2 separate regions of the Sus scrofa genome follow, and region 1 is linked to region 2. The links are chromatin contacts, called in public Hi-C maps. All regions are on one chromosome and are shown on one strand. Each heading gives the region's core, a stretch centred on a gene start, on an enhancer-like site or on the middle of the called end of the contact. The rest is flanking DNA. Distances are from core to core; before and after follow the strand shown.

The links. Hi-C and Micro-C count contacts between places; a contact is called where the count stands out from the background.
Region 1: a contact with region 2 is called in a Hi-C map of fetal liver, with 1.9 times the contacts expected there. The contact joins the enhancer-like site here to the promoter of TRPM5 in region 2. A contact is called at or near these places in 3 of 5 promoter capture datasets (fetal liver, fetal skeletal muscle and liver), 34 of 47 Hi-C or Micro-C datasets (adipose tissue, alveolar macrophages, blood and 17 more) and 2 of 2 datasets of contacts at active chromatin or transcription factors (alveolar macrophages and skeletal muscle).

Annotation. Positions count from the first base shown.
Region 1 is chr2:1,719,666-1,725,267 of Sscrofa11.1, reverse strand. KCNQ1 (potassium voltage-gated channel subfamily KQT member 1) reads right to left here. Exons shown (of 16, transcript XM_021082619.1): 2 at 241-331. Among named protein-coding and RNA genes, the nearest start is that of KCNQ1, 47 kb to the right of the region's middle. Within about 2 kb of position 3,682, at least 5 of the 83 cell types and tissues checked have an H3K27ac peak or open chromatin away from gene starts, as enhancers often do. A contact at or near this core is called in fetal liver, where this site is marked.
Region 2 is chr2:1,662,015-1,667,249 of Sscrofa11.1, reverse strand. TRPM5 (transient receptor potential cation channel subfamily M member 5) reads left to right here and starts at 2,315. Exons shown (of 25, transcript XM_021082618.1): 1 at 2,315-2,367. The coding sequence starts at 2,338.

The DNA of each region.
Region 1 (5,602 bases), core at 2,433-4,932, 57 kb before region 2:
TCCAGGAAGCCCTCCCAGACCAGCAGCCCCAGGATCCTTTCATTCTTCAGCCCTCTCAGCCCGACGGCCACATTCTGGCACGTGAGGGGGCCAGCGTGGGGGTCCCCACACCTCTAGTCCCCCAGCATCAGGGTGAGCCCACAGAGCCTGCCGGCAGGGGGGCTCAGGCACAGGGCGGCCATGGAAGGTGGGAGAGGCCAGGAGCAGCCCGCACGCCGGGGCCTTCATGTTGCTACATACCATCCAGAAGAGGGTCCCCGTGGCCAGGGCGACATACTGCTCAATGGTGGACAGCACACTGAAGATGAGGCAGACCAGCACGATAAGGAAGCTGCGAGACAGGAGGACATGGCGGTCAGTGCCCGCGGCCAGGCTGCCCACGCCCCCGCCTCAGACCCAGCCCGGGCCCCGGTGCGGAGGGCTGGCCGGCCTTCCCTCCCTGGGTCCAAGGGCTCCCAGGGCGCCAACCCTGAGTGTCGGCTGGGACTGGTGCATAAAGTGTGGCACAGCCGCGGGTGGCGTCCCCCAGCCACTAAGCAGCAGTTCTGACTCGGCTGCCCCGGACGGGCCTGGGATCTCCCTGCCAAAAGCCAGACACAGAAGGCCACACAGCTGGAAAGTGGCCGGTGTAGAGATCCAGGGCCAGCGGGCAGCCTCATGGCCACGGGGCGGGGGGCCTCTGCCCAGAGGAGGGTGCCTACCACGTGGCCCGGCAGCTCCCCAGCCTCAGTTTCCCTGTGGACACAGGCCCAGCCCGCAGCCCGTAGCCATGTCATCAGGGCAGCAGACAACGGCGTGGCCGGACATCAGGCAGGGACTCAGGAGGCAGCCCTGTGCCCCCTGCCCCGAGGCTGGGACCAGCGTGTCGTCTCATACCCTCTCCTCCTGTAGAGCCTGTCCACCATGGCCGTGAGGACACAGGAGGTGCTCGGGGACAGACTGCCACCCGGCCAGGCTCTGCAGATGATGACACGAGTCCTCACGAGGTCACGGCTGCAGCAGCGTCCAACAGACGCCACGGATGGGAAACTGGGTTCAGGGCTCTATGCTTCCGGGGGTGAACCATGCGTGGTCAAGCCACGGGGTGATGTGGCCAGCCCCGGGGAGGGACAGGGAGCAGGACGCGCGTGGTCTCATCTCTGTCTGTGCCCCCACATCCGTGATGACAGGGACCCCCGGTGATCCAGCACAACCCCCGACAGGGACCCTCGGTTCAGCCGAGCCCCGTCTGCCACCCCAGGTCACACACGCGCAGGTGTGCAGGTCCGGACACAGACACTGCCGCTGACCCACAGTCCCCACACCCGCAAGGCCAGCTGCAGCTCTGTCAGGTGCCCTGCGCCCCAGGCCACTGTCCCAAGCCAGTAGTGACCCTCAGCAAGGAAAGTGAGGCGCTGGCTCGGGGTCAGGACCCCGGTCTGCGGGCCCCACGTCCTCCAGCTTCTGCGGCCAGGACGTGCTAGAAAGTTCTAAGCTCTCTGCCTTCCTGCCTCCCGAGGCCGAGGACGGGAACAGAACCCAGGCGGCGCCCTCTGCCTCCCGGGCCCTCGCAGCCGGTGCAGCGTCCCGTCCTTTGGGGCCCAGGAGGCCACCATCACTCCCCCAGTGGCCTGTCCCTGTAGGACTTTTGCTGCCAGGGTGGCAACTGACCATTTATTGTCGCTGTTAGGGTGACCTCAGCCACCAGTCAGAAAGCAGGGTGAGAGCCTGTGAGAACCGTGTGTCCAGCGGGGCCCCAGGCGAGGCCTTGGGGGCGTCCTGAACTGGCCGGGGCACCTGGAGGCCTGTCTTCACCTGTCCTGTCTGGCTGTGCCCAGGGAACACGGTGACCTCGGGGAGGGGATGCAGCTGGGAGATCCAGACTCGGCCTTGACCAGGGGGAAGGTCCGGCCAGCGTGGCCCTGCCTAGGACAGGCCTGCACGGAGGGCACCTCAGGTGGGGTCCTTATCCCAGGGCCTGGCTCGGAGGCACCCAGAGGGTGGGCACCCTTTCCCAGGAGCATCTCCTGGTCACCTGCTGAAAAATACTTCCGCTGGCCCTTAGCAGGCGTGGCGTTCATCATTCCACACGCTGGGCTTTTTCAGCCTGGCTGTATCCCGAAGGCCAAGCAGCTCTCGAAATGCCTGCCCACTCTGTTTCAGAAGGAATCACTTAATAGTGCGCCTCGGTCCCTTCCGACCTGCCCTGAGAGGGCCCGGGACCCTCAGAGGTGCCGGGATCAGGTCCCTGCCCTCGGGGGGTGGGGGGGCTCACAGCAGCCTGGGGTGCTGACAGCCCTTCCTGCCTCTGCAGGGCTGGCCACTACCCCGTCCCAGCAACCTGTCCCAAGGCCCCAGATCAGGCAGCCACGGACCCCAAGAGCAGAAGACCCGGCCCGGGGAAGGAAGGAATGGGCCCTGCCCTCTGGATGGGGAGTGGGGGGCAGGGGCAGGAGGAGGGGCGCTGACTCCACAGAGGCCACCTCGGCCCCTGGTGCCGCCCCGCCCGGCTTCCCGGGAGGGCGTGTGCGTGCCTGCGGGAGGCGGCTGCTGCCCAGAGGACAATGGCCTGCCTGTGCGCTGGCGGCCAACCCACCTGGGGAGCTGCGGCCCGGGGTGCCCGCCCGAGGGACATCCGGAATGTTATCAGACTTCATTTCAGCGTCTGCAGCAGCAGGTGCCCTGGGAACGGAGAAGAACGTGGAGCCGTGCCAGGGCCGGGACTCAGCAGGAGGCCGCCCGGGAGCAGGAGGCGGCCCCCCCACCCACCCCCACACCCGTGCCAGGCAGGGGACGGGCCGGACCCTCGGGGAGCCACGGAGTCCATGGGGACGGCCCCTCTGGCCCCTGGGAAGCAGCTTTCAACCCCGGGATGTTTCCCGGTGACATGGACAAAGTTAATGAGAACCATGCATGTCACACGCAAGGGAAACGCGGCCTGTTGGAGGCGCCCTTGGAACCTGATGGGAGAGACCTCAGCCACCAGGCTCCCTGGGTGCTGAGCGGAGATGCCAGGCCCAGGAACGCACCGCATCGCCCTGCTCGAGTCACTGCGTGTGTGACACTCGGTGAAGACTTTGAAAGGTGTGTTGGTCCAGGAAAAACGCCGTGTGTGACAAAGGCTGAACTGGACATGACACTCAGTGAGGTGACCCAGACACTACAGAACAAATCCCGCGGAATCCCACGCCCAGGAGGGCCCTGGAGTCGCCAGATCCATCGGGACAGAAAGCAGATGGTGGGGATGGGGACCGGGGTGGCGGGGGGTGGGGGGGAGCGTCTGGTGGGGACAGAGGGCGTGAACTTGGGGAGATGCGGTTTGGGGGACGGACGACGGCGTGACGGGGGCAGAGCCACGCGATCGCAGTGAGTGCCGCCGCCAAGCTCTACACGCAGCAGTGGTGCCCAGAATAAACTTACGTTACGGGTGTGGCAGCGCGGGTTTCTACAGTTTTAAAAAAAAGGAAACTAAGCAAAGGACGTCCCATCCCAAGCTGCTGTGTTCGCCGCAGGCTCTAGAGAGGCTGAGGGAGGGTCAAAGACCGCCCACCGGCAGGACCTGCAGGGCAGCGGCAAAGGGCAGCGCCTGAGGCTCAAGGCCAAGCGGCGGGAGGTTTCGTAGATTCGGTGCTGACCTTCAAACCCCTGCTATCGGAGGGGCTCCTCTGTGCACAAAGTCACCCTGGACGATTCCAAACACCCTGAACAAACAGAGGACGCGTGCCCCCACCCCGGCCCGGGCTGCCCAGCCTGGGGACCGCACCGCCCCACGGGACGCCAAGCTCCCCACCCCCGCGGGCCCAGCCCGCGCCCGGCACCGCTCCGGGCGAAGCTGGCTGGGCGCCGCGCTGCGCAGACCCCGGCCCGGACCGGGGCTCCCAGGGGCCACCCCTCACCCAACTGGACCCCGGCCCCCAACGATTGACTCTTCTTCAGACTGGTTCAGTGGCACCAAGGCTCCCTGCTTTAAAGGGGTCCCGTGGGCGATGCAATCCGCAGAGGGGAGGGTTACACCCCCTAAGGCCCTGCGAGCAGAATCCCAGTCAACAGACCCTAGGACGCCCAGCAAGCAGCTATTAGGAGATCTAAACCCACTTCTCTGTCCAAGAGACGGGGGCCTCCCTCAGCCCCACAGGGTTTCAGCCGACACTTTTTCTGAAAGTGGCCTGGGCTGGGGACCCTGGAGACACAGGGCCTCCCACCTCACGCTCTGGCTGTGCCTGTGCGCACAGCACCTCCTCAAAGGCCAGGCCTCCACTGCCTGGGGGTCACCACCACCAGGCGGCCGCCAGGACTGCCCCGGAATCTGCAGCCCACATGCCACTGGCCTCCCTGCCTCAGTGCCTCGGTGTCTACTGGGCAGCCCGGTAAGCCTGGAAAATGCAAATGCCACCGGGGCTCTCCCAGGCCACAGACTCTCTAAGTGGAGTTGGACTCCAAGCCAGCCTCCTGGGTAGCCCCTGCCCCACAGGCCTGGGCTTCCCTGCAGAGGGGACTTCTGACGCCACAGCTGGGCCCTTGGCCCCGCCCAGCTCTCCTCAACCACCTGCTGTCCACTGCTGCCCCGAGACAGAGCGAGGGTTCCCCAGGCAAAGGCCCTTCTGCCACCGTCCCCCCGGAAGGTCCCTCTTGAGGCCCGGGACATAAGTGTTTGTTGAATGAATGAATGAAGGTTTCAGGGTGTGCTCAGGACGCACTGAGGAGCGAGACCCCTTCGCTCCATTCTTCTCCTCCTCGCTCTTCCCCGCCCACCCCCGTGGGCTCAGTCAGGGCCCTACGGGGCCTCCAGGGGACCAGGACAGGGCACCCACTCTCCACACCCGATGCCACCCCAGACTGCATGCCAACACCGTCTGGCAGAGAGGAGCCTGAGGAGTGGGGGACTCTGCTGAGAGCTGGGAGCAGGCGCGGCCACCCCAGCTGCCAGGAGAGCACGAGGACACACTGGACGCGGGAAGGCCGTGGTCCAGTTGCCCCAAGTTGGCCCCGAGGCAGCAGGGAGGGGGCTGCCCCCGGAGGAGACCCACCCCAGGCGGGTGGCGGGAGACCTCAGGGAGACCCGCGCCCAGCCTGGACACCCACCGCCAGCCCCTCCGCCTCCCGGGCCCACGGGGCCTTGCTCTCCCGTCCGCTCGCCCAGCATCTGCAGGGCATGCCAGGGTGCGGCCCACACCCCCCAAACACAGGGACGGCACAGGTAAGGGGACAGCTTGGGCACAGGGACGGGTCAGCTCCCCGGGGAGGGCCTGTGACAGCCCCGCCAGCACAGATGAAGACAGGGTCTGCCACCCTCTCGCCAACATGAGGGTGAGGAGGTCACTCGCCCTGGCCACTCAGTGCCGGCAGACGCGCTTCCGTGCCCGAGGCCCCTGGGGTGTCTGGAGGCACTCAGGCCCATCTTGGCTGGTCCCCAAAGCCCCATGGCACAGCCACCACAAGGTGACAAGGTGGGGGACAGCAGCACCCCCACACTGGCCATGCATTCTGTTTTGGCAGCCCTGCAGGGCAGGTGGTGGGACGGCCAGGGTCCAGCCGAGCCTGGGGAGCACACAGGCCGTCGCCCTGCCTAGCGGCCTGGCTCCCGTCCAGAGGACAAGAATCAATGCCATGCCCATGTCTCATC
Region 2 (5,235 bases), core at 1,066-3,565:
CAGATGAGGGCTGTGTCCTGCAGAGCCTGCCCTGCCTTCAACCAGGAGTGGCAACCCCCCCAGGGACCAGGACAGGGCCCTTCCTGTCCCAGGAGCTGAGTCTGGACCCCCTGCAGACCTGAGAGTGGCACTGAGTGGGAGGAGGCCCCCAGGCTGGCAGGGAGACCCAGGGCCAGCCAAGCCCCTCTCTGGGTTGTGGCTTCTGTGCCAGGAGCTCAAGAGGACTCAGGGGCCCTGGAGCCTTCCTGGGAATTAGGCCTTGAGTGGACCCGGCCGTCTCTGCCGAGGGGAGGGGCATGTGTGCGTGTGTGTCCCCCAGGCCCCAGGCGGGGACAGAAGATGGGCGTGTCTGTGGCCAGCCTGCTTTGGAGCGGGGTCAGCCTGCGCACAGGCAGAGGTCTGGGGGCTGGGCGCCAGCTCCTCCAGGCGTGGCCTGCCCCCAAAGGAGGTGTCATGTGAACTCAGTCCTGTCCCCAAAGGCACTGGCCCCAGAGCAAAGGGGATGGAGGCGGCTGAAAACAGAGCAGGGGCACAGGCCTCGGGGCCCTCCCCACGGTGTCAGGGGGCACAGGGGGCATCTGGGCGCCTCCCCCGTGCAGCGGTGCGCCCACCCGAGCGGAGCGCACAGGTCCAAGGCTCACGGAAACACAGCACTTGTCCACCCCCTCACCCTGTGTCCATCCAGCAGCTCCGCCGGCGCCGGCCGGGAAGCGGACAGGTGGCATAAAGGGAATGGATGGTCCCTTCGGAGGGGCAAGCTCACTGAAAATGACACCAGGTAATGCGGAGACCCCAGGCCGTGAGCCAGTGTTGTAGGGGCAGGGGGCGGGGAGGGGGAGGGAAGGGGCGGGTCTGAGGCTGGACGAGGGAACAAGTGGGTGGTGAGGGTGGAGGTGGGCAGGGCTGGGCAGAGCTGCTGGCAGGAGACCGGGTTTTATTGCCGGAGGGATAGGGAGCCACAGGGGGCTGTAGGCAGGAAGGGAGCAGAGCCTGGAGCTGGGCTGGGGGTGGGGGGAGAAGGCGTCTAGGAGCCGAGGTAGCGGGCAGGACTGGGAGAGAGGGCAGGGCGGGCAAGGGCCATCTTCCCCCCGCACCCCGGCTTCGAGGGCTCTGCACACCCTCCCGTGGGCAGTGGGGCCAGGCCAGCGGGGGGCTTTGAGCCAGGCTGGTCTTGCGGAGTTGGGTGTGGTCCAGTGCCACGGCCTTGCCAGGGCTGGGTCTGATCCTCTGCCCAGGACCCCAAAGCCCTTCTCCCTAGATCCCAGGCCCTGACAGCTTGTGGGGTCCCTGCCCTGGTCTGGAATCCAGTATTTCCTGAGGGATCCCCAGACAGCCCCTCTTCCCCCCCCCGCCCCGGGCTCCAGGCCAAGCTGCAGGACGTGGCCAGCCGGGGCCGAGGGCCTCCTGTCCAGGAGCGAAGCAGCCTCCACCGGCCAGACCGCCTCCGCCAGCCAGACTCAACCTGTGGTCCTGGGGCGCCCTCTGGTGGCCAATGGGCCAGAGTGGTGAGGCTGCCGGGGTCCCAGAGCACAGGGCCTAGTGGGGTCCCCCACCCCTCCCGAGCTCAGAGGATGAGGGGGCCTGGGGTCTCTGGTGAAGGGACATGAAAAGTGTCCCCCAGGCTCTGATCTCCTTTTGTGTCACCCAAAAGTTCTCAAGACTTGAGCTACCTAGATCCCCATTTTTGTGGAGAAACTGAGGCCCAGAGTTGAGCCCGAGGGCTTTGAGGCCCGTGAGTCAGGACCGCGGGACTCCGGGACACCCCAAGCCCTGCTGCCTGGCCTGCCCCTAGTTGAAGGGACAGTGTCCATGCAGTGCCTGGGGTGCTGGCAGCCTGACGGCTAGCCAGCGGTGCCCGCTCTAGGGCAGCACACCCGGGGGTGCAGGGGGTGACAACCCAGCCTCACGGGACCCCAGAGTAGAGGGGCGGTCCCTGCCCATGGGTCCTCCACAGGGCAGCTGGCCACACACCCTGGGCTCAGCCATTCCCAGTTGCTGGAGAGATAAACGTGGGAAGTGAGACACGGGTGTGACACAGGCTCCCCCAGGCGTAGTCCATGGAGGTGGTGACGGCCACCCCCATACGGGGCTGCCTCGTGGCAGCAGGTGGCTGGTGGCATCCAAGGAGCCACTGGGTCCCTCAGGCCAGAGGAAGGCTGGCTTTGGCCAGCAGGTCTGTGGGCCCCAGTAAACCGAGATCGGATGGTGCCCAGCCCGGGTCTTGGCATTGGCCGCCCAGGCACCGGGCGTGGTGGGTGGGGCGGGGAGGGGCGGGCGAGCTGGCTTGCGGGCACCGTGCTCTGGGCACCTCCATCCCGCTCCTTGGCCAGCAGCCGCATGTCCGGGCCCCGGGGAGAAAGAGGGCAGGTAGGAGCCCCGAGATGCCGGCCCCCAGGTGGAGCGAGAGCAGGGGGGCCCCTCTTCCAGGGCCATGTCCTGCTCCCCACCCCGCCACCTCGGTTTCTCAGGTTTCTTGCTTGCGGGGAGGGTTCTGGGCAGGAGGGGAGGCCCCGTGGCCCTGGGGGCCAGACCCAAGGACCCGGGGCACAGGTGCAGGGCTTACACGCATGAGCGTCTGTGCCCCCTCCCAAACCATGCCCTCCACCCTCAGCCCAGGGAGACGCGTGTCCCCACTGTGGGCAGAGGGCTGCCGCGCTGACTGCTGGCCTGCTGGCCTGGGGCCCTCGGGAGCATCCTTCTCCTCACCGCATCCACTGCATCTTGGGGGGGCGGGGTGGGCCCAAGAGGCTGAGGGCCTTGTCTGGGTGACACAGCCCGAGAGGGACTGGGCTGGGACTCCCGGGGCCTGCCTGCCCAGCTCTGCCCACACTGGGGCCATCTTCCTGGTGGCCTCTGACAAGGGGTGGCCATCTGCCCCTTGGCAAGCGCCCTGGTGCCTCTGCTGCTGGGGTGGGAGATCTGGCCTCTGTTCTCCCTGTCAGAGTTGGGGGGGGACTCCGGCGGGGGTACTAGGACCCCCGCAGCCCAGACTCCCCCACCCCCTCCAGGAACATGGTGTTAAAGCCCCGGACACCTGCTCATGCAAATCCACTGTTTGCATGTCCTTCCCACTTGGTGGCTCCATTTGCCTGGTGTCTGGCACGGTGCCACCCCGGGGCTCAGCCCAAATGGCCCCTCGGTCCCCCTGGGTGGGGAGCCAGGAGCCAGGCCCAGGCCTCTGGGGCGTGGGTGAGGGTGCTGGTCGTGGCCCTGGGAAGGCCCTGCTCAGGACAGCCCCCTCCCCTCCACCCCAGTGAGGAAAGGGCGGGGGGCTGGACAGGATCAGCCGCACCCCAGCACCTTCGCCCCGAGGCAGGGGCCGCTCTGTCCTCTCCAGAGCCCACACGCCCTGGGCGGGGGCACATCCAGCTGTGGGGAGGGCTGGCCTGCCCTGGCGGGAGTGAGGCCGTTGATCGGCTCCCCTCTGCCCCGCCCTCCCAGCCTGATGCCAGCACACCCCACTTGGCTGCCTCACTTTGGGGTCAAAGAGTGTCCCCTGAATTCGTATCCACCCAGAATCTCAGGATGTGACCTTATTTGGACACAGGGTCTTTGCAGCTACAACGAGTTAAGATGAGGTCGTGGTGGAGCGGGGTGAGGCCCTGATCCAAGGGCTGGCATCCTTATAAGGAGAGGGACACTGGGACAGGGGATGTGACCATGGAGGCAGAGATGGAAGGACACAGCCACAAGTCCAGGGCCACCTGGCACCACCCCCTCCACCAGCTGGTAGAGGCAGGAGGGCCCCCCTGCTCCCCGGAGCTCAGGAGGGAGTGCGGCCCTGGGCAGGTTGATCTGGGGTTTCTGGACTCCAGGACCGAGAGGGGAGTTAATTCCTGCCGTTGGGAGAGGCTGGTGGTGTGTGATGTGGTCACGGTCACCAGCCCCAGGGGCGGCATCGAGGGCTGGGTGAGGGCTTGCTGGTGCCACACCCAGACCAGGTCACAGCCGCAACCCACTCCCCCCCACCGTCCCCCCCACCAGCAGCAACTGATCTCAGCAGCAGCCCAGCCCCAGCCCCGGGGTGAGGTCGGTGGATGCAAATCCTCCGCTCCCCCCACCCCCACCCGAGCCGGGGTGCAGAAGGGGGGTGACAGGCTGGTGATCCTTGGGTTTTGCTACTGGAGGCTGGTGCCCGGGGACAGGACATAGGTGTGAGGGACAGACGAGAGGCGGGGCTGCCTGAGGGCCCTGGGGCAGCTGAAACAAACAGGGTGGCACCAGGGGCGCCTAGAGCACAGGAGCTGGTTCTCCCTGCTCTGGAGGCCGGCAGTCCGGCTGCACCAAGGTATTGGCGAGCTCCTTGCAGCAGCTCCAGGGGAGGGTCCTTCCTGCCTCTTCCAGCTCTGGGGGGGTGGGGGGGCCGGGGGGCAAGGGTGGTCCCAGGCGTCCCCAGGCCTGTGGCTGCCTCACCCCCTCTGCTCCATCTCCACCTGGCCCTTCCCTCGTGTAAGGACCCTGGGCCCTGGATTGGGGGACATCCTGATGCCCTCCCCCCACAGGATCACAGCTGCCGAGAGCTTATTTCCACAAGTTCAAGGCACCGGGGTTGGGGGGACACGGGAGGACCGTGTCATGTCTGCAGGTGCCCTGCCCCCTCCCGTGTGAGAAACAAAGTCTGCTCCGACCTTAACAATGGGAGCCGCCGTCAGAGGTGTTCGCTCTCCCCTCACGAAGGGCCCCGACCACCCGTGGTCCGTGGCCTCCGGGAGGGGCTGGGAGGGGCTGACGCAGGAGAAGCTGGAAAAATCCCTCAGCCGACTCCTGCCACGGACAGACACCCCCCAGAGCCTGGGGACCGAGCTTCATGGGGTGGGTGGGCCTCGCGGGGCAGCGCCTCGCAAGGTCTCCGGGGACTTGGGTCCCTCCGGCGGGAGGAGGCCTCGGCTCTGGGACGGCCAGGGCAGGCCCGCCCTCCCCACACCAAGTTTGCAGAGAAAACATGGGGGCAGTGGGAGGGTGGGGGGCCGGGCAGGCAGCCATCCGCAGTGGGCTCGGGGGGCACTGGGGGTACTCGCAGTCGGGCAGGCTGAGGGGATCCAGCTGTCCCTCGGCTGGTCCTGGGACCCCAGCGCAGCCCTCAAGTCTCTGTCGCATGGAGTGGGGCCCGTGGGCAGCGCTGGCCAGGGGTGAGGCCTGGGGGCAGGTCCTGGGTGGTAGGAGGATGGGCAGAGGAGCCTTAACTCTGTGCGCCTCCTGGGCGCACCTGGGCATCGCCGGGCGTCTCTCCCTCCT